7 separate regions of the Mus musculus genome follow, and regions 1, 2, 3, 4, 6 and 7 are each linked to region 5. A link is a contact called in public Hi-C and HiChIP or PLAC-seq data. All regions are on one chromosome and are shown on one strand. The core of a region is the stretch at or near the end of the contact, and the rest is flanking DNA. Distances in the headings are between cores, read along the strand shown. Region 1 has its middle 500 kb from the start of Zfat. Region 2 has its middle 480 kb from the start of Zfat. Region 3 holds the start of Phf20l1 (PHD finger protein 20-like 1). Region 4 has its middle 330 kb from the start of Zfat. Region 5 holds the start of St3gal1 (ST3 beta-galactoside alpha-2,3-sialyltransferase 1). Region 6 has its middle 440 kb from the start of Zfat. Region 7 has its middle 420 kb from the start of Zfat.

The links. A called contact is a pair of places that touch in the nucleus more often than the background predicts. HiChIP or PLAC-seq counts read pairs in DNA pulled down with a chosen protein or histone mark.
Region 1: a Hi-C map of uterus shows a contact between it and region 5, with 3 times the contacts expected there. The contact joins the enhancer-like site here to the promoter of St3gal1 in region 5. A contact is called at or near these places in 1 of 15 datasets of contacts at CTCF or cohesin (large pre-B cells), 2 of 484 Hi-C or Micro-C datasets (both in uterus), 14 of 115 datasets of contacts at active chromatin or transcription factors (bone marrow-derived dendritic cells, cardiomyocytes, differentiating embryonic stem cells and 10 more) and 1 of 9 other capture datasets (macrophages).
Region 2: a Hi-C map of bone marrow-derived macrophages shows a contact between it and region 5, with 35 read pairs. The contact joins the enhancer-like site here to the promoter of St3gal1 in region 5. A contact is called at or near these places in 1 of 39 promoter capture datasets (neural stem cells), 12 of 484 Hi-C or Micro-C datasets (adipose-derived mesenchymal stem cells, bone marrow-derived macrophages, cerebral cortex and 6 more), 18 of 115 datasets of contacts at active chromatin or transcription factors (the SCID.adh cell line, acute myeloid leukemia, astrocytes and 14 more) and 3 of 9 other capture datasets (embryonic stem cells, liver and macrophages).
Region 3: an H3K27ac HiChIP or PLAC-seq map of extraembryonic endoderm stem cells shows a contact between it and region 5, with 5 times the contacts expected there. The contact joins the promoter of Phf20l1 here to the promoter of St3gal1 in region 5. A contact is called at or near these places in 4 of 39 promoter capture datasets (embryonic stem cells, liver and pre-B cells), 6 of 484 Hi-C or Micro-C datasets (B cells, CD8 T cells, embryonic stem cells and 3 more), 5 of 115 datasets of contacts at active chromatin or transcription factors (double positive thymocytes, effector CD8 T cells, extraembryonic endoderm stem cells and 2 more) and 1 of 9 other capture datasets (liver).
Region 4: a Hi-C map of cortical neurons shows a contact between it and region 5, with 3 times the contacts expected there. The contact joins the enhancer-like site here to the promoter of St3gal1 in region 5. A contact is called at or near these places in 1 of 39 promoter capture datasets (the C10 cell line), 2 of 484 Hi-C or Micro-C datasets (both in cortical neurons), 15 of 115 datasets of contacts at active chromatin or transcription factors (the NIH/3T3 cell line, the SCID.adh cell line, VIP interneurons and 12 more) and 1 of 9 other capture datasets (macrophages).
Region 6: an H3K4me3 HiChIP or PLAC-seq map of neural progenitor cells shows a contact between it and region 5, with 8 times the contacts expected there. The contact joins the enhancer-like site here to the promoter of St3gal1 in region 5. A contact is called at or near these places in 3 of 39 promoter capture datasets (the C10 cell line, embryonic stem cells and hippocampal neurons), 14 of 115 datasets of contacts at active chromatin or transcription factors (the SCID.adh cell line, astrocytes, bone marrow-derived dendritic cells and 11 more) and 1 of 9 other capture datasets (macrophages).
Region 7: a contact with region 5 is called in a Hi-C map of cortical neurons, with 2.8 times the contacts expected there. The contact joins the enhancer-like site here to the promoter of St3gal1 in region 5. A contact is called at or near these places in 2 of 39 promoter capture datasets (embryonic stem cells and hippocampal neurons), 6 of 484 Hi-C or Micro-C datasets (cerebral cortex, cortical neurons, uterus and 1 more), 14 of 115 datasets of contacts at active chromatin or transcription factors (the NIH/3T3 cell line, the SCID.adh cell line, astrocytes and 11 more) and 2 of 9 other capture datasets (embryonic stem cells and macrophages).

The regions. Positions count from the first base shown.
Region 1 is chr15:67,757,957-67,761,155 of GRCm38.p6, reverse strand. No RefSeq gene overlaps it. Among named protein-coding and RNA genes, the nearest start is that of Zfat, 500 kb to the left of the region's middle. Within about 2 kb of position 1,740, at least 12 of the 459 cell types and tissues checked have an H3K27ac peak or open chromatin away from gene starts, as enhancers often do. A contact at or near this core is called in uterus, where this site is marked.
Region 2 is chr15:67,779,764-67,783,312 of GRCm38.p6, reverse strand. No RefSeq gene overlaps it. Among named protein-coding and RNA genes, the nearest start is that of Zfat, 480 kb to the left of the region's middle. Within about 2 kb of position 2,177, at least 62 of the 459 cell types and tissues checked have an H3K27ac peak or open chromatin away from gene starts, as enhancers often do. A contact at or near this core is called in adipose-derived mesenchymal stem cells, bone marrow-derived dendritic cells, bone marrow-derived macrophages and 2 more, where this site is marked.
Region 3 is chr15:66,576,286-66,579,931 of GRCm38.p6, reverse strand. Phf20l1 (PHD finger protein 20-like 1) reads right to left here and starts at 2,360. Exons shown (of 21, transcript NM_001081409.1): 1 at 2,085-2,360.
Region 4 is chr15:67,925,856-67,929,386 of GRCm38.p6, reverse strand. No RefSeq gene overlaps it. Among named protein-coding and RNA genes, the nearest start is that of Zfat, 330 kb to the left of the region's middle. Within about 2 kb of position 1,521, at least 8 of the 459 cell types and tissues checked have an H3K27ac peak or open chromatin away from gene starts, as enhancers often do. A contact at or near this core is called in cortical neurons and neural progenitor cells, where this site is marked.
Region 5 is chr15:67,175,503-67,178,749 of GRCm38.p6, reverse strand. It overlaps St3gal1 (ST3 beta-galactoside alpha-2,3-sialyltransferase 1), which reads left to right and starts at 1,868. Exons shown (of 9, transcript NM_009177.4): 1 at 1,868-2,118.
Region 6 is chr15:67,822,142-67,825,530 of GRCm38.p6, reverse strand. No RefSeq gene overlaps it. Among named protein-coding and RNA genes, the nearest start is that of Zfat, 440 kb to the left of the region's middle. Within about 2 kb of position 1,975, at least 10 of the 459 cell types and tissues checked have an H3K27ac peak or open chromatin away from gene starts, as enhancers often do. A contact at or near this core is called in neural progenitor cells, where this site is marked.
Region 7 is chr15:67,839,736-67,842,866 of GRCm38.p6, reverse strand. No RefSeq gene overlaps it. Among named protein-coding and RNA genes, the nearest start is that of Zfat, 420 kb to the left of the region's middle. Within about 2 kb of position 1,881, at least 13 of the 459 cell types and tissues checked have an H3K27ac peak or open chromatin away from gene starts, as enhancers often do. A contact at or near this core is called in cortical neurons and ventral hippocampal neurons, where this site is marked.

The DNA of each region.
Region 1 (3,199 bases), core at 491-2,990, 580 kb before region 5:
CATGTAGCCGCCCTCACATTTAATTTCCCTATTTCACAAGCTGACAGTTTAGCTTGGTGTGCACTGTAAGAGACCAGACCTTTCAGGTGGTGCTCTGACTTATGCTATTTCTATTGCCTTTTTATTTTATTTTTTTCTCTTTCTTGCACTTACAGTAGGAAAAAGCATTTCATCAGAGGTAGGGGTAAGGTCAAGATTGAATGTGGCAAGAAAACTTGTGTGTTTCTTGTAAAGGTTCAAGAAAACCTCCCCCTTCCAACCTCTGTGCCTTCGGGAGCTGATTTTGAATCGTTTCTTAACTTGTCTCTAAAATCTACCAAAACAAGGTTAAGGGCCAAGCTTTGTTCTTATTTCCTGCTCTGCCAGATAATGAATTTGAGACTGCTTATCCATGGATCTGCACTGCACATTGGGTGGAAGTGGCTGGTCACAACTGTGACACAGATATCTCGTTGGCAATATTTCTGAATAGTAATGGTTTAAGGGCTTGGAAGAAAAGTAATTAACAAAGGAAAGGTATGGACATAATTTGGGAAAAGAAAACTTCAGTGGAGTGGCTTTGAAGGTGCCACTCTGGAGGTCATCATATTTTTCCTGGAAGTGTGGGTGTAGTTTAAAGTAACAGTTCTCATCCTGTGGGCCGAGACCCCTATGGTGAACTTCTATCTCTAAAAGTATTCATATTACGATCCCAAACGGTAGCAAAATTACAATTACAAAGTAGTAACGAAAAATAACTTTATGGACTGAGGCCACCACAATATGATGAACTGTAAAAAAGTCTTGCAGCATCAGGAAGGTTGAGAACCACTCATTGCATTAAAGTTATTCTTTTTTTTTTTCATGATTTAAATTGTTCACATTGCTTCCCCCAGTCACCTTCCTCTCCTCCAATCCCAGTCCTATCAAATCCCTCCCCCTAAAAGCCCTCCTTGGGTACCACCCTACCCTGGGTCTTCTAGTCCCAGCAGCACAAAGCACCTCCTTGCCCACTGAGACCCAACCAGGAGTCCGGGTAGGGGAAGGTGATCCAGTGGCAGGCAACAGATTTAGACACAGTCCCCTGCTCCAACTGTTAGGGGACTCGCTCACATGAAGACCAATCGATATATCTTCTGCAAATGTAGGGAGAAGCCTAGACCCAGCCCTTGCATGCTCTTTGATTAGTGGTTCAGTCTCTGTGAGCCTCTTTGGGCCCATGTTAGTTGACATCATAGGTCTTCTAGTGGTGTCCATGATCTCACTGGGTTGCTCTGTCCTCTCTCCCACTTGTACACAAGACTCTCTGAGGTTAGCCATGGGTCTCTGCATCTGTTATATCCACTGATCCATGAAGATACTCAGGAGACAGTTATGCTGGGTTCCTGCAAGAAAAGCAGAGTATCATTAATAGTATCAGGAGTTATCTCTCTCACGTGGGACAGCTCTTATGTTGGGCCAGTCAATGGTTGACTGTTCTCTCAGTCTCGGCTCCATCTTTATCCTTGCAGATCTTAGAGGCAGGACAAGTTTTGGGTTAAACACTTTGGCCTAATCTTAACATGAAGACAATGAGGGAGCTATTATAAACTCATGTTGCAATAAGAGATATTAAGATGCAGGGAGGTTCAAGGGCTGGTTATCCAACTTGCAAGTACTAGCAGTAGTTGAATGGTCCCTGGAGCCAACACCATGGAAGGCTGAAATGAAATCCTTGGGCTCATTTCTGCAGTGACTCACGAAGCTGAAAATACAGCCTCCACCCATCTGCTCACATTGATTCCAAATGTTCTGAGTTCTACACAAGAAGCGTCAGTGCCGAGCCCAGGAGATTTGAAGATGAAAGAGATTTCGCTTCTTTTATGAGTGATCTCATTTCATGGATCATTCCAGCATTCAAACTGGGGATGAGAGCAGGAGGCCCAGAGTGATTAACAAAAAGTGAGTGGTCAGAAGGCCTGAAGGGAAATACAAACAAACAAACCCAAACCCAAATCCAATCAACCAAACAAACACCCCTCCTGCCAAGAATCTTGGTGAAAGCTTCTAGAAATTATTTATCTAATGGTAAAGTAGGGAAGCAATATTTTGCAAGATGTAAGCTTGATGCTGTGAGGCCCAATAAAACATTCCAGGCCATTAAAAGATAGGACCAAAGCAAACCGAACCACAACAAAAATGGAGCAGAAGATTAGAGGGCTTTGTCCCAAGTTTCTTTACATCTCTCAGCTCTCACTTAGAAAAACACAACTAACAAACCAGTTGGCTCCCAGCTCTCCTTCAGTACTCAGAATCAGAATTTCAATGTGAATATGACAACCAAAAAGGATTCCTTTTGACATCATCCCCACCAATTTGAGGTTTATTTGCCCCAGGCCGATGACAGATATAGCTATATCCAGTGGGTTCTGTGGTTTTATGAGGGTGTTCTAGTGAGGAATGCTACTCTAAGCACCCTTTCAGTTTTGCTCAGATTGTTTTTATAGGGAAAGTTATGAGTCTTGGTAATTGCTAGAGTTTACCCTCTACGCCTCCTCCTTAGATGTGAACATAGGCTTCTTTGCCTTCTTAAATTCTTATCACGGTCGCTGTTGCATGGCATCGTCCCTTGGTTGCTAGGTTGGTATTATTTATGAGCTAATGACAGAGTAATAAATACTGTAGTAAATAGTTGCACGGTGACATTTGCTGAACCAAAGTTACAGGCAGCTGGAGATTGTTTCCATGCAAAATTGCTTTCACTATTCTCCCCATTATAATGATCTACAGCCTAGATAAAAGTACCTCTGCACCCCACCCCAAATGCATCACCATTTCCTTGTAAGATCAATAGACCTTCAGTAGGAACCTGTCCATTCATATTGTGCTATAGGAAGCTTTTGACAGCCTCTATGGTAAACTCAGGGAGAACCTTCCCCTATCTGGAATGAGTGTATTTTTAAGTTTTTGTTCAGATTAAATTAGCTGCATTTATTAATTCATTGTGTGAGACAGTTAGTAGGTTTCTATCATGAGTGATACAGTACCTCTGCTTAAAGAACCTAAGTTTTTAAGAAAGGAAGAGAAGCAAATATAAACAATTCAAAACACACATACAAACACACACACACACACACACACACACACCAGAGAGAGAGAGAGAGAGACAGAGACGGAGACACAGAAAAAAGAGACAGAGAGATAAAGAGACAGAGAGAGACAAAAAGAGAGAGACAGAGAG
Region 2 (3,549 bases), core at 928-3,427, 600 kb before region 5:
TTCCTCCCCCAGAAGCCATCAGATGTCTATCACTCCTCAGTCAGGGGTCTAGCTAGCATATTGACTGACTTGATCTTGTGCAGATCTTAAGCAGGAAACAAGAGTTGCTAAGTACTTGCCAAGTCAGAAGACAGAGTTTTGATTTGTGTTCCACAACTGAAGCTCTTAGACTCTTTTCCCTGTTTCTTGATAATCCCTGAGGTTGGTGATGGTATATATGTCCCATATGTGGCTGAGTACTCATTCCACTGACAGGTAATGTGTGAACAAAGAGAGAATTTAAATTCTCAAAATCTCAGTTGCCTTGCCTTAAAAGTGGCTGTAACCCATGTCTCCTAAAGGTGGTTATAGTAAATAATTCCTGAGAAGTGACTGTCACATGTCCTAGCACATTCAAGAAGTACTGGAGACAATGACAGTGGTGATATATATGAATTCATAAGCAGTAAGTGATCACCGTGCACTGGTCTGGACACTGAGACTATGCAGCAGCGAGAACGATACTTGTTATACAAACTCATGAGTTGCCAGGAAACAGAGATGTAGCAAAACAGCTGGGTAGATGCATTCATCAACCTTTATTGAGGGAACACCTGCCAGGCACCAATAAACTACTGTACAAATTGACGTAATTACAGCACCTTGTCCCTGATATCAGAGGCAGTAAAGTCTAGGGGAGGAGACAGGTACTAAATAAATCTCTGCAGGATATCCTGGGAGAATTTTCTGTCCACTGGCTGCACATGCCTGGAATGAATTCCTGGTGAGCTAACTTGAGGTAGAGATTAGGAATATTGTGATAATCCACTGAACAGTTCTTGGAGGGCTATCACCCCACACTGTAGACACCATGACAGATGGTCTAGCAATGGGACATGGGGTGTTTGAAAAAAGATATTCAGGAAGCTATGGGATAGGGAAGTCTGAATTCATCTGGATTTGAGAAAGTGGAATTGCCCCACAAAGCTTCTCAGAGGAAATGGCTTTGTAAAAAAAGAAGATAGTCTCCCAATAGATATGTTAAGGCAGAGTGAGCAAAAGTAACAGGGGTCCAGCTCAGTGGGAGGATCAAGGAGCATGGCTGAATAGCAAAGACTAGGGAGCCCTATAGGAGGGAGCCTCCATCACACAAGAGGTCAAGAAACAATCCTAGCCCACGCATGCATGGAATAGGAACCAGAGTCATTGTGCTTCCTCTGTGTGAAGATGAGGAGAGCAGTTGGTGGAAGTGCTGACTCTGACCTTAACCAAGCTGACTCTTAGGGAAGAGAAAACACCCCTAAGTCTAAAGACATAAGTCCATCAGTGTGTGTGTGTGTGTGTGTGTGTGTGTGTGTGTGTATGTGTGTACTTGCTAAAAGACAACCTCAGGTTTTCCTTCTCAGGAGCCATCTACTTTTCTTTTCCTTTTGAGATAGGGTCTTTCACTGGTAATGTAATCTATCCCCAAGCCCTAAATACATCATTTCCATAAGCAGAAGTTGCAGGAGATGGACTTATTGGTACCTTTGATGTGTCTTCAACTGTGAGTGACATTTTATCAAACAGAATCAAGAAGAGCAGCTCAAGAGAGCCTCAGCAACAGCCATAGAGAAGGAAGCATGAAGAAGCAAAGATAAGTACTCTCAGAGAGAATTGATTCCAGCTTTTATCTTTTTAAGTTCTGCACCTGTAGTCTAATCTCTTATACTTGAATACTTAAAAGAACATTAATCCACACATAAATGAAAGTAGATAATGGCTTAATATTTTTCATGTGTCAGATAATGAACGTTTAAAAAGTGCTTCTAACCCTCTATACATAAGAATCTGAGAAACTTAGCGAAGGAGAGGCTGGATTCATGCTCCTCTCTTCATTGCTAAAACAGATTTGTATTAGATCCCTTGGCGCTGGGGCTATAGGCATTGGTGAGATGTCCTAAATGAGTGCTGAGATCTGAACTCTGGTCCTTAGGATTGGGCAGCAAGCACTTTTAACCATGGGGCCATCTGTTCCACCCCCAAGGGAGCACTGTCTTTGAGAAAATGTTTAATTACTTTAGAGATTTGTAACAGGGATTTAGGGTGGAGTGGGGCACTTGGTGATTGATGTGTAGAGCTAGGAGTTTACAGTGCTATGAGGATAAGGCTACAAGTGTTAAGTCAGTGGCTGTCAAGGAAGTTACTCATTGTCTAGGATGTACAGAATTGCAACATAGCTGAGAAGGACTCAGCTAATGGAGTATGACTAATACTGAGAGCAAGACAGTGTTTCAGATCAGGAAAAGAACTCTTAAAATCATTCGTTTCAAATATCTAAATCTGGAACTGGGAAGCAGCTTAGTGGGTAAACTGCTCACCATGCAAACATGAGAAACTGACTCAGCACCACCAGAACCCACACAAAAGTCCTATTTGGTAGTAAATGTTTACAATGCCAGTGTTGCTAGGACAAAATGAGACACGGAGACAGGAGCTTATTAGGACAAACCCATAAGGCCACTGGGTTTTCCTATGAGGCTGTTATTTTCTAAGTCCTTGGGGCGGGTGGGGCTTCAAGGTTAAAGGTAGGTCTTGAACAGGACAAAGCCAAAGAGATTTGGATGGGACCATAATCTTTAACAAGCCTCCGTGTCCTTCAGTTAACAGGTGCTTCTGAAATATGTTTACTAGAAAAGGCTGTTGGATAATAGATGATTAAAAATAAAAGTCATCTGGCCATGTGATTGCTTTCTATGCACTCAAAATGTTGATACCCTAGCCAAGGTGGTCATGCCAAGACCTCTGAAGTCAATAAACATTAGGAAGATCTAATATGACTTTCAGAGTCATTGAAACACCCTGCTCCTGAACTGGGTTGGAGGTGGAGCCTTTGAAATCCATAAGCCTAAGGCTGCTGGGTGGTTTAGTCACATTACTGCTTAGGCGCTAACTCTATAATTGCATAGGAAAGAGGTCATCTACAGTGAGACCCCGGGGAGTAAACACAGCTAACTATGTTACCGGGATGGTTTTAATGTGTGCTCTGAGATGCAGGCACTCCTTGTGTAAACCAGGTAGGAGCTTGCAGGCTTCGTTCTCATTTCACTGTTTACAATTTGATGCATCTTAAGAGCCATTCCAAACATTTCCTGGAAAATACTTGGCCTTAGAGAACCAGTGTGACCCTTACTGGTGTAGTGTGGGAAAGCCTGGGGTGGCTTAGACTCCCACTGAACTGCTGTATCTTATGGCAAGGATCAACTTCTGACTTAGTGAATGTTGAGTTAGGAATAGAAATCTGGCATTTTTCACCTTTCAGAAAACTGCCTTCTGGGAAACAAAGGACTACAGTTAGAATTATATGTATCTTTTAAGATCTTGCTTAATATTGGATGTATTTTTTTAAGGATAGAATAAAAGTGATGATTTTTCTTTTTCTTTTTTTTTTAATTATTGAAGTGGTTCGTTAACCTTTCATGCATGTGTGTTTCATTCTGATTGCTCGTCCCCTACTCTCCCCTCCCTCCTCCCTGCTTCAACCCCAACACCTCCCTACAAGTCCCCTTTCCACATTCATTTTTGTTTTGT
Region 3 (3,646 bases), core at 1,111-3,610, 600 kb after region 5:
ACTAAAGCTTATAGGTAGGATGCAACATGAAGGAAATTTTGGTAGGGCATTTATAAAAGATAAATACAGAAAGGAAAAACAGCTAAAGAGAAGCGACAGCTAGTAAGACTAATAGCTAAAATGCCTCAAACCTTAGCTGACAAAAAAAAAAAAAAAATGCTCAGGAAAGAGCCACCCAGGGAAGGCTGAAAACACTGTGAGTTTTAAAATGAAGACACTTGTGTTTACTGAAACTGTTGAAGGGAGCAGCTTAATTGTCTTCCACTTAATTTCCAGAAATCATTTAGTATGTCAGAACATACAACCCGTGGAGAAAGCAGCAGACAAGCACTGTGTCAGGGAGGAGTCTCACCAACCTTTCTGGAAAATCAGGGTAGTTAGTGCATACTATCTCAACAGCACACCATAGCATCATTTTAACATAAAGACTTGCAAATGAGTTTTCTTTTTCTTTCTTTATTTCTTTCTTTCTTTTTTTTTTCGAGGCAGGGTTTCTCTGTGTAGCCCTGGCTGTCCTGGAACTCACTTTGTAGACCAGGCTGGCCTCAAACTCAGAAATCCGCCTGCCTCTGCCTCCTGAGTGCTGGGATTCCGAGTGCTGAGATTCCGAGTGCTAGGATTAAAGGCATGCCCCACCACGCCCGGCTTCAAGTGATTTTTCTTAAATTTCACATTTCATAATCAAATTATGCCAGACTCTGGGTAAGGTTTCTATTATTAACTCAACATTGTGCCCATAATGACAATTAAAAAAAAAAAAAAAAAAAAAACCTGCAGGAGTCGTTACTTCACTATACTTCACTATAGCCCATTTACATTAAGTATTTAATGATCTTTTGGCCACACTGGCTTGCCTAGCACACGTGCAGCCTTTTTGACTACCGAGTATTTGAAGAGAATGCATATATTCTCAAGGTATCAATAGTGGAATGAAAATAATAACTGGCAAGCACGGTCTTATCAAAATACAACGGGTTGGGGACCAGGAATCTAACGCTGCTCTTGTTGGAGGGAGATGCTTAGAACATGTTCTTACATTACTACTCACTAGGATCTTTCTAGCTTAAAAAAAAAAAAAATAAACACCACACAAATGAAAAATCCCCACACAAACGAAAAATCTTATAATGTTTTAGCCACTGTTTAAAACAGGTAAAACTTAAGAGCAAACAGAATTCCAAATGTCCCTTCCTGTTTTTTTTTTTTTTTTTTAATCTGAAAAGGGAAGAAAAGAAATAGCATCAACGCTTGTTACAAAAATATGGGGGATCAAGTTTACAAGGTCGTGCCTAAGGGGATATAGAATATCCTGACATGGCATCAGTGAGGTTAAGATTCATAGCCAGGACACACTAGGTGTAATGGGAACAAACATAAATATTTTAAATAGAAATCTTGTAAGTGTGCAACATACAAGGCTGTTACTTCAATGTACAGAAATAGAATCCGAAGAGGCAGTTTGCCAGTTATGCTAACATTTCCTAAGATCAAACTTCCAGCCTGTAAATCTAATCCCCCGTGACTCTCAGGAATGAGGACCTCAAAAGGCAGGGACGATTTCCATTCTCTTGTGAGGAGACAGGAGAATGAGGGAGGCGGCAGAATTAGGAACTTTTACGAAAGACAATCTATTGGACAGACCCTTAAAGTGAAACTGTGGAACAGGGAGCGAGAAAGGGGAGAAGGAAACAAAAAGAGAAATGAAAAAAGACCAGAAAGCGGTAAAAAAGAGTTCGTTGTAAGGATGGTGGAAGTTTGCAGAGATGACAGTGAGAGGAAAGAGACAGACACACAGAGCTAGAGAGCGGTGAGGGAAAGACCGCGAAGCTAAGCAGAGGGGACGAGGCGGGCTCGCAGGGGTGTCAAGGGGAGCCAGGAAAGGCCGCGGCGCGGCTGGCCCGGAGCCCGGGAGCTGCAGGTTGACAGCCGCCGGCCCGGCAAGGGAAGGAAGGCGGGGGTAGCGCGGCGGCGCGCAGACAATAGGGTCAGCGGATGGCAGGGAGCGGGACGCCGGCCGAGAGCAACGCGGGCGCGAGCGCAGCCCGGGGACCCGGCAGCTTCCAGGCCCCTCCGCCGCCTCTTACCGACTCGGCCTCGTCTCCGCACAGCAGCCGGGCCGTCCGGGGCCGAGCCGGGGCGCGTCAGGGAGGCCAGCGCGGGCCTCGTTCGAGTCTGCCCGGGCAGCAGCAAGGGAGGGAGCGGGAGCCGAGTGAGCCGGGCCCGCGGCGCCGCGTCGGCCCGAGGAAACGCGGGAGGAAGCCCTCAAGCCCACTCCGGCTCCGCTACCATCGCAGCCGCCGTCGCTGCCGCCGCTGCCGCCTCCGCAGCCACCACCGCCGCCGGCCAGCCCTGACGCGACGCCGGCCGGGGACGTCAGCCGCCCGCGACGCGCCGGAAGCGGGCTGGGTTGAGTCACGTGGTACGCGAGGGCCGGGCTGGCGCGGCGCAGCCGATTGGAGGACTATTCTGGGGGTGGGGCTTCGGCCAGGCTGGGCTACTTACACATAGAAAAGACCTGGGCTCTAGATTCCCCTTGGTGGGGTCAAGAGGATGGTGGCCTTTTGTGATTGTTGCTGGTTTCTAACAAATCCCACTACTTGACACATTGGGCAAACTTGTCAATGCACCACACACTTTTCACCGTGTCTGTTCTATCCCACGTTAAGGACAGACACAATGATCTGTATTACAAAATCAGAATTGTCTCTTTTGAATGGATACTTTGTCACGACACTCTGCTATAAATATATCACATGACAATCAAAACTGCACACTTATACTACTTTCCAAATTCAGAAATCTTTATAAAACAAATAAAAGATTCTTAAGAATCTTTAAAAATTCCTAAGAAGTTTAGGGTACTAATAGAACAAGTCTTCACAATTAATAGTATAGGACTACCTCTGTTGAACACCTACCATGTACCAAAGTCTATATTAAGCAGGAGAATCCCTATCCCAACTTTGAGAAGATCTACAAGTTATCATTCAAAGTGCTACTGAGAGAAAACATCTATTTTTTTCCCCACTCCATCACTCTGCCTCCCACGTTTTAAAAGTGCATCACTGCATACAAATGACACTTATATTTATCTTGCTTCATCGTGTACAGTGAAAATAGAAATGTTTTCTCTGACTTTCAAGAGATTTGGTAAATTGAGAAAATCTTCATAATCATCCTTTTATTCAAAAGACATTCATTCAAGAAATATATATCTAATAGTTGCAGAGTTATACTGAGCTTAGTGATGCTACAAACAATGCGAATAAGACAGTTCTGAGATGATATTTGTCTTTATGTTCTTCTTTTTAATCCTCTGTGGTTCTCATTGGTCCAATACAATTAATATTTCTATTATTTCTAGAATCTTTTTTCTGTCACAGGCAGAATTATACTTTCCACTTTTAAAATATTATGTACGGTTATTTAATTTGCTGTAAAATTAGAATACAAGTAAGATCACACACACAAGAAAATGCCAATGCAAGAAGACAGTTCTAAAATATTTTTGTCCCCCAGTACTGTGATTTACAATGTTTGCAATAATTACTGTTTTAGCAGTAGAAGTCCTTGATACACTAGGATGACTGTAGGAATTATGGATCACCTAAAACAAACATGCAATTTAAAACAACACTTGATTTAA
Region 4 (3,531 bases), core at 272-2,771, 750 kb before region 5:
TGAGAGGAGATGTGGATCTGTGATACAGTTTGGTCTGCTCAGATAATAGTGTGCCCAGACAATTGAGATGCAACTGCATTTTCAAAATCTCACAGCAAATATTTTGTTAACAAAAATTATGTGTCTTATGATAGGGTTTTGCCCAATCCTCAATTTACACAATGGAGAAATGGATACTGCCATGTGTTCTATCAAGCCTCCCCATAGACCCCCAAAGCCATAAGGTCATGGAACCATGAACTGAACCTTCATGAATTATCAAACACAGGAAAACTTTCAGAGTTTTTCCTTAGGTATTTTTTCCCCAAAGATAGCTCATTAACAGAGCAGTTAATACTGAGCTGTTAGAGAATGAGATTAGTGTTTATGAATGTAGCTAATGTTTTGGAACTTGCCATGCTCTTTGTATCTCTGATTTGAATACTTGATGCCAAAATTTGCTTCTAGAAAGTCTTTTAAAGACCTAGTCCCCAGTTTGACAGTATTGGGAGGTAGTACAAGCCTCACGAGGTAAAAGATCTTCCTTAGATCATTGAAAGTATGCCTGAAAGTGGATAGCGGCTACCTCTTCCTAGCTGTCTCTTATTGAGTTATCAGATACGTGCAGTCTCCGCCATGTGTTCTATCATGTCTCCCCATAGACCCCCAAAGCAACAAGGTCATGGAAACATGAATGGAACCTTCATGAATTATGAAACAAAGGAAAACTTTCTGAACTTTACCTTAGGTATTTTTCCCCAATAATAGCTCATTAACAGAACATGTTTACAAAGCTTTGGGCACCCCAGGAATTCTATGGCAAAGTTCTTTCCGTCTGTGTCAGATTGTATGAAGTTCAACACAATGTGAGGGGGAATCTTATTGATGAAATGTAAGTTAGACCTGGCATGAATTTGGAAGCACAAGGAGCAGAGCAACACTTGTCTAATGACACAGAGCAGGACCAAAGTTTCTGACAGGGGTTGGAGTTATATTCCTGAGGCCACATGGAACTTGACCCCACTCAAAGGCCATTTATTCTCTACACAACTGAAGTCTTTCAGATTTTGTTTTTCTAGCTGGCTTCATCCTTGTTAGCACTTGAGTTTGTGACTTAGGTTCTGTGTTCATATGTATATGTGTATATGGATGCATGAGTGTATGACCATGCATAACTAAATGTATGTGTTTTAGAGCTTTCAGTAGCACAAATATATTGAGTTGTGTGAGTTTAACTCCAAGAATTGATATATTAGAATGAGATTTGATGAAAACTTTTACAAGTATCAATTTACCCGAAAAATGTGAAGTAAAGAAATACTTTTGCTTTACCAATTTTGCATTATACGATCAAGGTAGAAACTCTTAACAATCAGAATATCAAATGTGATTGATTCTGGAGGGCGAGTTTCAAAAGAAACAGCATGGTGCTTCGCTGATCTGAGTTCTGGAGAAATTCTCCTACTGAGCAAAGAACATGTGATGCTCCCAATATGAAAAGAATTCCCTTAGGAAAATGTCTCAGTCTACAGCTTTTCCCTGAAGTCTGTTTGTCAGCTTTTCTACAGCACTGAGCACCATCCAGAATATTTTCGGAAGCCTGATAGAGCAAAAGAATGGTATGCTAATCAGAATCCTGTTGCTGTGAAGAAATACTGTGACCAAGGCAACTCTTATAAAGGAAAGTATTTAATTGGAACTTGCTTACAGTTTTACAGGGTTAGTTCGTGACCGTCATGATGGGAAACAGACTGGCATGGCAAGGAAACAGTAGTTAAGAGCTTTACATCTGATCCATAGGCAGGAACAAGAGCGGCGTGGGATAAGGAGGGGAACCCTTAGCTTGAGCTTTTCAAACCTCAAGTGTCACCCACTTCTAGTGACACACTTACTCCAATACAACCACACTTCCTAATTGTTCCCAAATAGTTCCACTTATGTGGGACTAAGCATTCATCTATATGTGACTGTGAAAGCCATTATCATTCAAATCACAAATAGGTTCATCTTTTTATCCTTTGAGAGGTATAAAGATTTAATCAGTCAAGTTGGACATTTGTGTGTACATCAGTAAAACATGAGTCATAGCCTGTCTTGGGTGTGCTATTTAAAATTCCAACTTACTTTGTCTTTTATGTGACATTTTCAGAAAAAAAAAATGTCACAGAAGCAGCCAGTGACAGAAATGCTGTTCGGAAAGAAATTTTGGTTTCTATATGGCTAGAATGTTTTTTTGTGGAACTCTATAAGCTAGTACAGTAAACAGAAAATAAGTTTGCTAGTTTGGAGACCTGGGTTTGAATCTGACTCTACTTTGTTTCTAGGGGGACTTCTTTTTGCAGTATAGTCTCAATGTCTCAGTACATTATTAACAAGAAATTGTTCAATATCCTACAGAATTAGTTGTCAGAGCAGTGAAATGGATCATGAGAGTAAATCGCCTGGTGCATGTAGATAGCAAATTCTAGTGCTGTAACATATCATAAGAGCTCACAATGTCCCAAACAAATTCTTCATTTGTCTTTTTTCCTTCTAACTTTCCCAAATATTATTTTAGGACTCACCACATACTGGGGATCCAAATTCAAAGACAAGTTGTCAGTATTGCTCCTGGGGCCCCAAGAAGCTACATTAATAAGAACAAAATTCTCTGAGAACTCAGGTAAGAGAAGTCACTAATCCCTCAAAGAAGAAGAGAGGGGACAGAAGTTACAGAGAGTGTAATTTATACTGAGTGTCAGAGAAGAAGGACAAGTTTGCTGAGTACAAATCAGGGAGCAGGTACTTTAGGCAAGTTTAGCATCGTGGAACACTTCTAGGAGTATTGAAAGTGTTTAACTTTGTAGCACCTTGGTGCCCTATCCCGTAGGCCTTACTATCAGAATGGTCGTTGCATCTTCTCTGTAGGAGAGGAATGGGGCAGGAAGTGCAGCTGGCCTCTGGGTTGAACAACAGTCATTTCTCTGTTTCTTTTTTGTCTTATGACCCAAGAGACCTTGATGATGGTGGACTTGCAATATAAAGCATCTTTATCATCCAGTTCATCAGGTGACCCACCAGGGCCTCATTCATATAAGTGATACCTGCAGCCCTGTTTTGAAAGTACTTTCCAACTCACATTTCAGTGCTACTACTGACTCCAAGATCAGAGTATCAGTAAACAATGAGTTAAAAAAATTCATTTATTACAATATAATTACATTGTGCCCTCTTCCTTTAATTCCCTTATTCTTTCTAATCCTGCTCATATATCTTTCCTTGCTTTTTCAGATTCTTGATATCTTTTTTTCTTTAATTGTTGTTAATTAATACAAATACAGTCTTCTCACTTCATGCAGTTACATATATGTACAGGTATAGGTATAGGTATAGGTATAGGTATAGGTATAGGTATAGGTATAGGTATAGGTATAGGCATAGGCATAGGCATAGGCATAGGCATAGGCATAGGCATAGGCATAGGCATAGGCATAGGTATAGGTATATGCCTAAACAAGAACTGAACAAGGGTGACATCAATAGAAGTGCTAAGAAAAACTTGGTGAGCTTTGA
Region 5 (3,247 bases), core at 619-3,118:
AGGTCCAGTTAGGTGACCATTTAACTTGTATTCTACTGAAAGTCACCACAGTGTGAGTATGTTCCTGCTCCAAACTGTATCTGTGGGGACCAAGGATCTAAGTGGCTCACACTAGATAGGGCTGCAAGATGTTGTGCTAGGGAGGACAGTAGCCGATGGGGATGGGATCTCTGCCTTCCTCTCACATACACACAAAAGAATGCCAGGCGCTGCAGTTTGAACAGCTTCTCAGAGAGAACACAGCTCATAGAGATGCGCCCAGTGACAAGGACCTCACCTCGTTTCTAGCATGGAAACCCAAACCAACCTAGAACAGCAGAGAAAACTACTCAGCACAGGTCATAGAACACCTTGGAGACCCCCTCCTCTCATATCCTGGTGAGGGACAGCCCAGTGGCAGATCAGACCCCAGTGAGGTTTAACTGGAAGAGTCTTGGCAATACTTCTCCCTTACCCCGCACACACAAATTATAACTTAGAGGTTTCTGTTCTTTTCCTTCCTTTTCTGGTAGTTTGTTGTTTCTTTGTCCTCCACTTCTTCCCTTTTAACAATTTCTCTTCTACTTCCTCGGAACTTACACAGTGTACCAACCCTATCTAGGCAGTCCAGAAGCAGAGTTGAAACCCACTCCTTCCTCCTTCCACAAGCTGGCTTGGATTGAGTGAGCTCTTAGATGCCAAGGGCAGTTTCAAGAGCCCTGTATCCACTTGCTCAGTACAACAACCCAAGCAAACGAACGCTGGGACCAGGGCCCTTTGCAAGGGAGTACGTGGAAACACAAACCTAGGAAACAGTGGATATGGCCCAAAGAGCCCAAGATCACACCGTAATGGAGAAGTGCCGCAAATTCGCCCCAACATTACAGCCTCATTCTAGTGAGTAAACAGCCAGGCAGCTCTGGCCTCCCCCACTGCAAAGGCTTGTCCCCAGAAGTCTCCAGAACTGAAAACGGAGAGACTCCTGCGCACACCGTCTTTCCTCTTAACATTCCACGGAAAAGTTGTAGATGAGATAGTTCCAGTGAGAGGATACCCACTGACAAACCAGATCTTAGAAATGCCTTTTAAATCCACCATTTATGATCTACGACCCACACACGTTAAATTCCGTACCCTCACTTCCCTATTAAAACAGAAAAACTTCTACCCTAACCTAAACCAAATCCCCATCCCCAGGCTGCCTTGGGGACCTTTCTAACTCTGATTCCCACTATCAGCCTTTGCTTAGCGCTGGTCTGCGAAGCTGTCTATCCATCCGCAAAGGAAAGGCCCTCGGCGGAGTAGACGGGAAGGGCGGGGATGTGGATGCTTATAGTGACCTGCTCTGCGGCTCCCAGTCCTGGCTGCACAGACACCGCAATCCCTAACCCCGCGGTGCCCCTCCCCAAGCCTACCTAAATCCCACCTCGAGTCCCACGCCCTCAGAAAAAGCGGTGGCTTTGCCTGATCGCCCTCTCTCTCCACTGCGACCCTGAATGGGGCTCTTCTGGGCACCGCCAGCCACATCCTCTCGGTGCACGCCCAACGCCTCGTCCCTCGGGTTGACCCCACGGGCTTCGAGCCTCTCGGGAGTTCTTCCCTAGCCTCGCCAGCTGTTCCCGCAGATCCCTCTCTTGAGGCAGTGATATTGTTCCCGCGCTGCCTCCTCCGGCGTCTCTCAGACGGGTCCGGCCTCCACCCAGCCCGCTGCTGTCCACGTGGCTTGGCTGAGCTATATTGAGCTTGCAGGAAGCCCCAAGCTAGAGGAAAGCCGAGCTGAGGCCGGCAGGAGGGGCGGAGGGGGGCGCCCGAGCGCCAAGGGGCGGGCGCTGGGCGGAGGAAGGGGAGGAACCTAGAGCCGAAGAGCCGTGCTGGGCGCGCCGGAGTCACGGCTGGGACCGGGCGGGCGAAAGCGACTCCTCCCCGGACGCCCCGCCTCTCACTCCCGTTACACCCGGGGGAAGGTGTTCCAGAGGCGGCTCCCATCCTCACCCCGCCTCCCTTTTCTCCGGCGCTAACCTCTGCCGGCGGAGCCCACTATGCCAGACACTTTCGACACTTTGCAAAGACAAAGAGCCCTAAACCGGAGGGAGGAGAGAGGAGGAGGCAGAGAAGGAGCGTGAGGTTTGAGCTGGCTGGGTAAGTATCCTGAACACATCTCCTTAGATACCTCTCTGAACCTCTTCAGTGCCCCCAAAGTCCGGAGTGTCTCTGGCTTTGGTAAGTACGCACCCAGCTGGTCCCTGTCCCGGTGCCCCAGGGACGGCGCCCCCTCGCGAGTTGGGGCTGGAGAAATGTTGCTTGTGTTCTCTGAGTACTGAGGTGATCGTCCCGACCCGGGCACAGAAGGGGTGGGAAAGGGACTAGAAAGGTGTAACAGTAGAAATGGGACCAAAGACCCTAGGCGCCAAGAGGGAGACACAAGGAGAGAGATCTCTGTCTCCGCCACGGTGGTCTTCTACCTGCGGGTCAGGGAGGAGACTCCAGCTCTGGGGCTCCAGGCTCTTTGGCACTTACTGGAGGAGCCTGCCGGAGCTCAGTGAAGAGCCTATGGCAGTTGTAGCAGTGGCTCCCGGAGCGGCCGTGGTGACATTGCGCCCAGCACCGCAGTGGATCCCCGCCCGGGCCGCGGGTAGGAGACTCCATCAGGCGCAGATTGTCCCCACTCTCTAGAGAAGCGGAGGTCTCGGGCTGGGACACTGGGGACGCTTGGAAAGCGTTGGTTTTCCAGACCAGAGGTCTGGACAGTGTCCGGATGGAGTCTCCCGATCAGCTGTGGGCAGGCGCGGACCCGGGAGGAGGCTGTTGGTCCCCGGGACACCTCTAATACCGCCCCGTTTCGGATCTCGGGGAGAAGTTGGAGCTTAGGACAGCACAGCAAAAAGCGGTGTGTCAGAAAGTGGGTAGATGAGGGTGGTCAAAGTGAGCGTGGCGGTGGAAAGTCTAAACTTGGAATCTGCTCCAAACCCGTTAGGCGCCGCAGCTGCCAAGAAATAATGGGACAAAAGTTAGCAAAGTCTGCATCTCTGTAGTGTGACCTGCGCAGGGCATGGTCTGCTGCTTTGATATGTGCACGGGGTGGGCAATGGTGACACCGGACAAAGCGACTTGGTTGGAGTACTATTAGCTCGGGATTCGGACCTTTGCGCAAGCAACTTTCAGCCCTCGTTTTTCTACGCGTGGGTGTTTGAGTGTGACCTTGCGGGAGGCAGCGCGGCTGAACTCGAGAAGGGGATTAAGTCTCCCGGTGCCTGCCTCGTAGTACAGG
Region 6 (3,389 bases), core at 726-3,225, 650 kb before region 5:
ATGCATTATGGAGGGAGGACTCCTTTCATTGGCAGATCTTCTCCGTCTCTGACCTTGTTTGGGGGGACTATTTCAATGAAGAGGGGGCTCCATGGTGTAGGGTTTGTGTAAGCACAGGGGCTTGTGAATATTTTAACAAACTCATTTAGTAGGTACAGATCAGGTGGTAGATGTAGGGACGGGACCAGTTTCTTTGACCTCAGAGGAGTCTAGGACAGCTCAACAAGCCCCCAACCCAGAAGGTTTGAGTGCTGTGGATACAAAATGAGATCTGTTTTCCAACAGACCAGTGTGGACTAGTGATCACAATGAAGACTTGCTAATATTTCACAGAACATAGGGAAATCATTTCAATCTTCACCTCTAAGTATCTTATAAAACTCTCAGGATCCATTTGATTGATTGATTGTGTGTGTGTGTGTGTGTGTGTGTGTGTGTGTGTGTGTTGTGTTATGTTTAAAATGAGAAGTTTAAGATCTGAACTTTGAAAAAGTAGAGGATACCAGTGGCAGGGGAGGACCCAATGGGTAGAAAACAAATCAAAACCAGACAAATGAAGTTCTATGGAGTGAGAATGCATTGGCCCAGAAATGAAACAATCAATGGGAAAGAGACAACCTCTACTAAAGAAGGGGACAAGTGCAAACTGTTGAGACAAGAATATTGATCTAGAGTAGATAAAGAACTTAAAAACACCAACAGCAAAATTTCCAATTTATAGACAGAGTAAGTACACCTTTCCTCATGACGAAGCTTCTTTTGCAACAGACAGAGAGCATTAAAGAAAGCCCTGTAGCAGACCACCTGAAGGGGCCAGCCTTTCTGTAATGATATTCATTCCCTGCAGACTCCACAGATCTTTCCAGGTTAAAAGTCAGAGAACAATTGGTATAGAAAGCCCAGCACCAGTAGTCATATCAACAACACAAACCCTACACCTAAGGCACAGGGAACATTATGGAAGCCAGAGGCAGAAAGATTCTAGAGTCATTGGGTCAGAGAAGTTTGCCATGTGATAGTGTCTTCTGACTATGACAGGTAAGCTATGCCCATGAAGTCTCAATAGTGTGGTTTCCTCAGGAAGAACTGAACAATTCCAACACCAGTGTGCATTTCAATGTAGATGGGAAAAATCATATAGGTTTCCATTGCTAGATATAGAGCTATATAGAGCTATAAGGAATTAATGGATGTTAATAGAGAAAGATTCAGTATTCTCTAAGGATGAATATAGTCCTCTCTAAACACATACACACACACACACATGTACACGCACACACAATGTATTACTTCCAAATCCACAGGAAATGACCACTTACCAAAAGAAAAATACACACATGCTCATATTCATTTTTGCAGTGTTATAATATCTACGATGGAATAAACCCATCAAGGGACGAGTGAGCAAATACAACATGGGATATTATTAAGCTATATAAAGTCTGGTCTACTATCATCTTTGTATAATAATAGACTTGTATAAATATGAACTTGGGAACATTATATTAAGTGAAATAAGTCAGACATATAAAGGAATATTCTTCCTGGGTTTGTTCATATGTGGTCTTAAAAAGTCAACCAGGGGAACCAACCCAGCAGTCACACTGGCCTGAGAATCACCTGGGAATCAGGTGACCTTCACTCTTTTTCCTGTTCTCGATTTCCAGTTCCCCACTCTCAATCTCAGCCCTGTAGGAGACCTGAGGATTCTGTCTTTCTCCTCTGTCTCCATTTCCTGAGGACTCCAAGAATCATTTCAGGAAGCAGTCTTTCTTCCTTACTCTATTACTTTGTATCAGCTGCCATCAGGTGAGGCCCGCTCTACCAGGAAATCTGCTGGCCAGGCCTGTCAGGGAGTCAGATAGCTGATTTCCACTGTCCATCCTGCTCTTAATTCCAGCTCTCTAGACTTATCCCTTGCCCTGTAGTAGTCTAAATGCAGGGGCATGTCTTCACTCTCTGCTGTCATTCCCTGGCAACTCAACAGTTCCTCCAGACAAACCCAACTTTCCTCCCTCTTTTGAATCCTTTCAGGCATCCTCATTCCTTCCGTAAGCTCCTGGAAACACATTCTTCCAAGAGTCCGCAGTCACCACACGCACCTGGCAGAGACCCAAAAGCATTCAGGTCACCCACAGTCATCACACTCTCTTAAGAAGCAGACAGGGTAGTAGGAACTAAGAAATGGAGCACCCACCTAACAAAGACAAGATGTGGTATAAACACTTAGAATCACAATCAGTCCAAACCCAGATGCCTATACATATCCAGTGTGAAACTACAATCAATAATAACCAGAAAATTTGTTTGGACCAGAACTCAACAGCATTACAGTAAAGCCTGAGAAATACAATGTCACTGAAGCATAAGACAAAGACTTCAAAATGGCTATTATTACCATTTTCCTTAAAGACCTTACAAAGATATGAAGAAACCTATTAATAAAATCTTCAAAAAAGAAACCAACAGTGGAAACAAATGAAGAAAACAGTTCAAGTCATGAACATAGAAATATAATTACTAAAGAAAACCCAGACATGAGTAAAACTGGAAATAAAAGATGTAGGAAGTCAAACAAACACTTTAGAAGTAAGCCTCAAGAACAGAATAAAAGAAATGGAAGAACAAATCTCTGCCATTGAAGAAAATATAGGAAAAAATGGATACCTCAATTTAAAAAAAATGTAAAATCTTAACAAATTCAAGCAGAAAACATCCAGAAAATCTGGGACACTGTGAAAAGATTCAAATCTATGAATAATAGATTGAGAGGAAGTAGAAGAAATCCTGGACAATAAGGTATGGAAAATATTTTTGATAAAATCGTAGAAGAAATTTTCCCTAACTGAAAGAAAGAGGTATCTATCTAGGTACCAAAAGCATGCAGAATACCAAAGACAAGGAACAAGAAAATTTCCCTCAGCACATGTAATCAAAACAGGAAAAGTACAGGTCAAAGAATATTAAATGCTACAAGGGAACACGACCAAGTATCATGTGAAATCCATCCCATTAGAATAACACCTGACTTCTTGGTGAAGATTCTGAAATCAGAAGGGCCTGAGGAGATGCTCTAGAAACTCTTAAAGAGATCACGGATGCCATCCCAGCCTTAATACCTAGCAAAACTTTCAGTTACAATATGTAATGAAATGTAGAGAGAATCTCTTTTGTCCTATATGCAAGCATCACCTATCAATAAAAGCTAATGGCAGATTAGCTACGGCAGGAAATAGGAGGTACAAACTCAAGTAGGGAGAGAAGAACTCTGGGATAGAGTCAGGTGCAGGAACAGATTCACCCCAAATCTGAGGACCATGATTACATGAAACTGAGGAGAGGTAATTAAGCTTATGGCAGACTTAGATGAGATTAAATGGATAGTTAAG
Region 7 (3,131 bases), core at 632-3,131, 660 kb before region 5:
ACATAATAAATCTAGGCAAGTGTTTCCTGAAGAGACCTTGGGACCTGTTCATGAAGGAAGCCAGATTTTACTGTGGTACTCAAGGGCCCAGGAATGAGGGAAGAGGCACAAATGATAGACATTAGGAACATTCAGGGATTAGTCAATTAGTACCCTTATCCAGGCTCTGATGGAAGTTGATTGTTTGGGCCTGTGTTGGGAGACATAACCTCTTTGTTACTTCTATACTGATCCAGGGTCCTAGCTTTCCTGGGGAGCAAACTGTCTTTGCTGAGCCAGCATTTCTGCTGTGCTTCATTTTATTGCCAGTTGATATGCTTTTCTACCTACATTGCAGATCCCAAATAATGACTCAAGGCTTATTATTTATTAATTGTGGCTTTAAGATTTAAGCTAGGCTTGTTCCCTGACTAGCTCATTAGCTTGTAATTCATTAAAGCTGTTTATACTATTCTATGTCTGCTACATGGCTGGTTACTCTTCCTCAGTTTCATATGTCCAACTTCCTTCAACTCCGGATGGTAAATCTTTCCATCCCTGATTCCTTTCCAGGATCCTATATCTACTGGAACTCCAACTTTCCACTTTTTGCCTTTTGCTAATAGGCCATCCACTTTGTATTGACAGGTGATGTTTTTACACAGTGCCCAAAAGATTATCCCTACAAGTTGATACTTTATGGTTATGCCGTTTATGCCAATGATATAAGGAAGAGCCAGAATCCTGGGTGGTGGTTTTTGTTTGTCATCTTAGTACTTGGGTGGCTGAGACAAGATTTCAGTGTTTTAGTTAAGCCTGGGCAACATCATGAGTTCCAGGTCAGTCTGAGCTATAGAGGGAGAAGCTATCTCAATCCAAATGTAACTTAATTGAACCAAAATAAACCAAACCAAACATAGCATGACGAAAATATCATAATATTACATAGCAAAAACCTCAGAGTAACGTGTCATGTAAAATTTGCAATTAATTTAAGAATTTAGAATAAAGGCCAAAGGATAAAGCTACTCAGAAAACAGTTTGGCCAGGAAGACCTAACCTGAAAGCATATTGATACTGGAATGAAGAAAGTATGGAAAGATGACAGATGGATGCTTTGCTGAGTCATGAGTGGCATCAACTTTCTTTACTTCAACTTTGCTGGTCCTGGTAACGTGCATGGCCAAGAGCTATTTATGAGATTCTGAGGCCAAACCAAAAGAAGTCTGGCAACTTACAGCCAGGCCTTTTGGAAAGAGCTACTCTGTTGAAAACGAAGCATGGTATCAGAAGCCTGACCATGGAGAACATGCTGTGAAAAAGCCTAGAAACTGGGTGAAGAAAGGCAGATGTCCTGGCTTCTCTGAGATATTCTACTCATTCTACTCATGACTCCCGACATGTGAGTAAATAGTAAATATCAGGCCTTCCAAAAACAATGCAGAAAAGAATCAAAAAAGCCCAGCTGAAGGATACAATGAGGACCTGGACTCAAGACCCATGATCATCTCTTTAGTCACCTGCATATTTGAGTCTCTCCAGTCCATGCTCTGTTGTGACAGAGAAAAGATGAACTATTTCTATGAGGTCTACCAGAAATCCCAATGTACAAAGTTGTGAACACGTAGGGATGGTGATTGCTTTATGAGCATTGAGATGGCTCATTATATGGAATGAAGCATCTTGGTTCATTTTCTTGAAGACATTTGTTGAGCACCTACTGCTGCTTGGTGTTTTGACAGTGCTCTATCTTTGAAATTTCCACAAACTCTGAGGCATTCTTATGATATGTATAAAAAAAAAATCTGTGCTCAGTGAGTTGAGGAAACTTGCTCATGACTACACTGCTCATCAGAGCTGGGACTTACGCTGGGTCCTGCTAGAGGAAATAAGAGAGCTTGGCAAGTTGCTTGCTTAAGAAAAGGTTTGAGTTTACAGTTGAGCTGGAAAGGAATGTGCCTGAGATGCCAGTTATTGCAGAATTCCCCTGTGACTCTGCGAGGAGCCCATGAATTCTGAGTGGGCTGCTGACACCAAAAAAGAGTCAGCAGCAGATTGCACACAGATGCCACTACAGAGGGTTCTTTGGTGAGATTTGTTTTTTTGGCCAAGCAAGGCGCAGGAAATAAAGTGGAAAATGACTTTCACAGAGAATGTTTGTAGTGATTATCTCTGCAGAAAAACATCTACCCAGTTCAAAATCTACTCTCACAAATCTAATTCTTGTTCTATGCATAGAGAATCTCTGGTGAGGGGGTGCATGGTGAATTTATCAGTTGGAGTGTGATAAACAGCTGATGTTTCTCTTCCATGATGCCATTTCAGATGCTCAAGGTGTCAAATTTCCTCATAGTTAATACAATTGATGCCTATTTCTCAATTTGTTAAAATTGAAGGTATAAAATGATACACAATATGCCTTGGAAAATAAGGGAGAAAGAAGACTCAAATTAAGGTAGGGCTAGTTCCCTTTTTTCCACAAGGTATCCTCCAGGATTTCTCTGATTTAGTGCTTACATTTAGTCATGCCAGGTTCCCACTAGACTGTATGTAGAAGACCATGAAAGCTGAAATATGGCCTTAGACATTGTATTCACTTTGCTCCAGTATTCTATTTGTAACATCACATAGAGGCTCACAAGGATTTGTTCAATGCAGGTGCCCATTGTGCTGTCCTTTATGACCTTGGCTCTTGGGTTGGTGAACCCAAATTAAATTTTGGTAAGGATTATTATTATTTTCTTCATCGTATTGGGTGAGCTTCATTGCTTTGTAGTTTTGGTGTGTGCGGACTTCTTTATACCATTCTCTCTCTCATTATCCTGTGGGTGTCTGTAAAATCTAAAAAGAAGCTTCTCTGACCAAGATATACCATAAATATTTAGAAAGCAGTTTGACAAAGATACAGTTTACCAAATAAAAATAGTATCCCCATCCTAGGGCCTACAACCTCCTCATATCATGGGGGTTTGACTAGGTTTACAGTAAAAGGCATGGAATCCCTCCTGTGAATTAGATCATGATTTTAATCAGTAAGTAGTTGGTTACCCCTTTACAGTCATACCATATCATACTGCAGGAAAGATTTATGTATAATATTTTTGGATCTCTAATTCATGTGTATACTAGATATTATACTGCATATACATAAT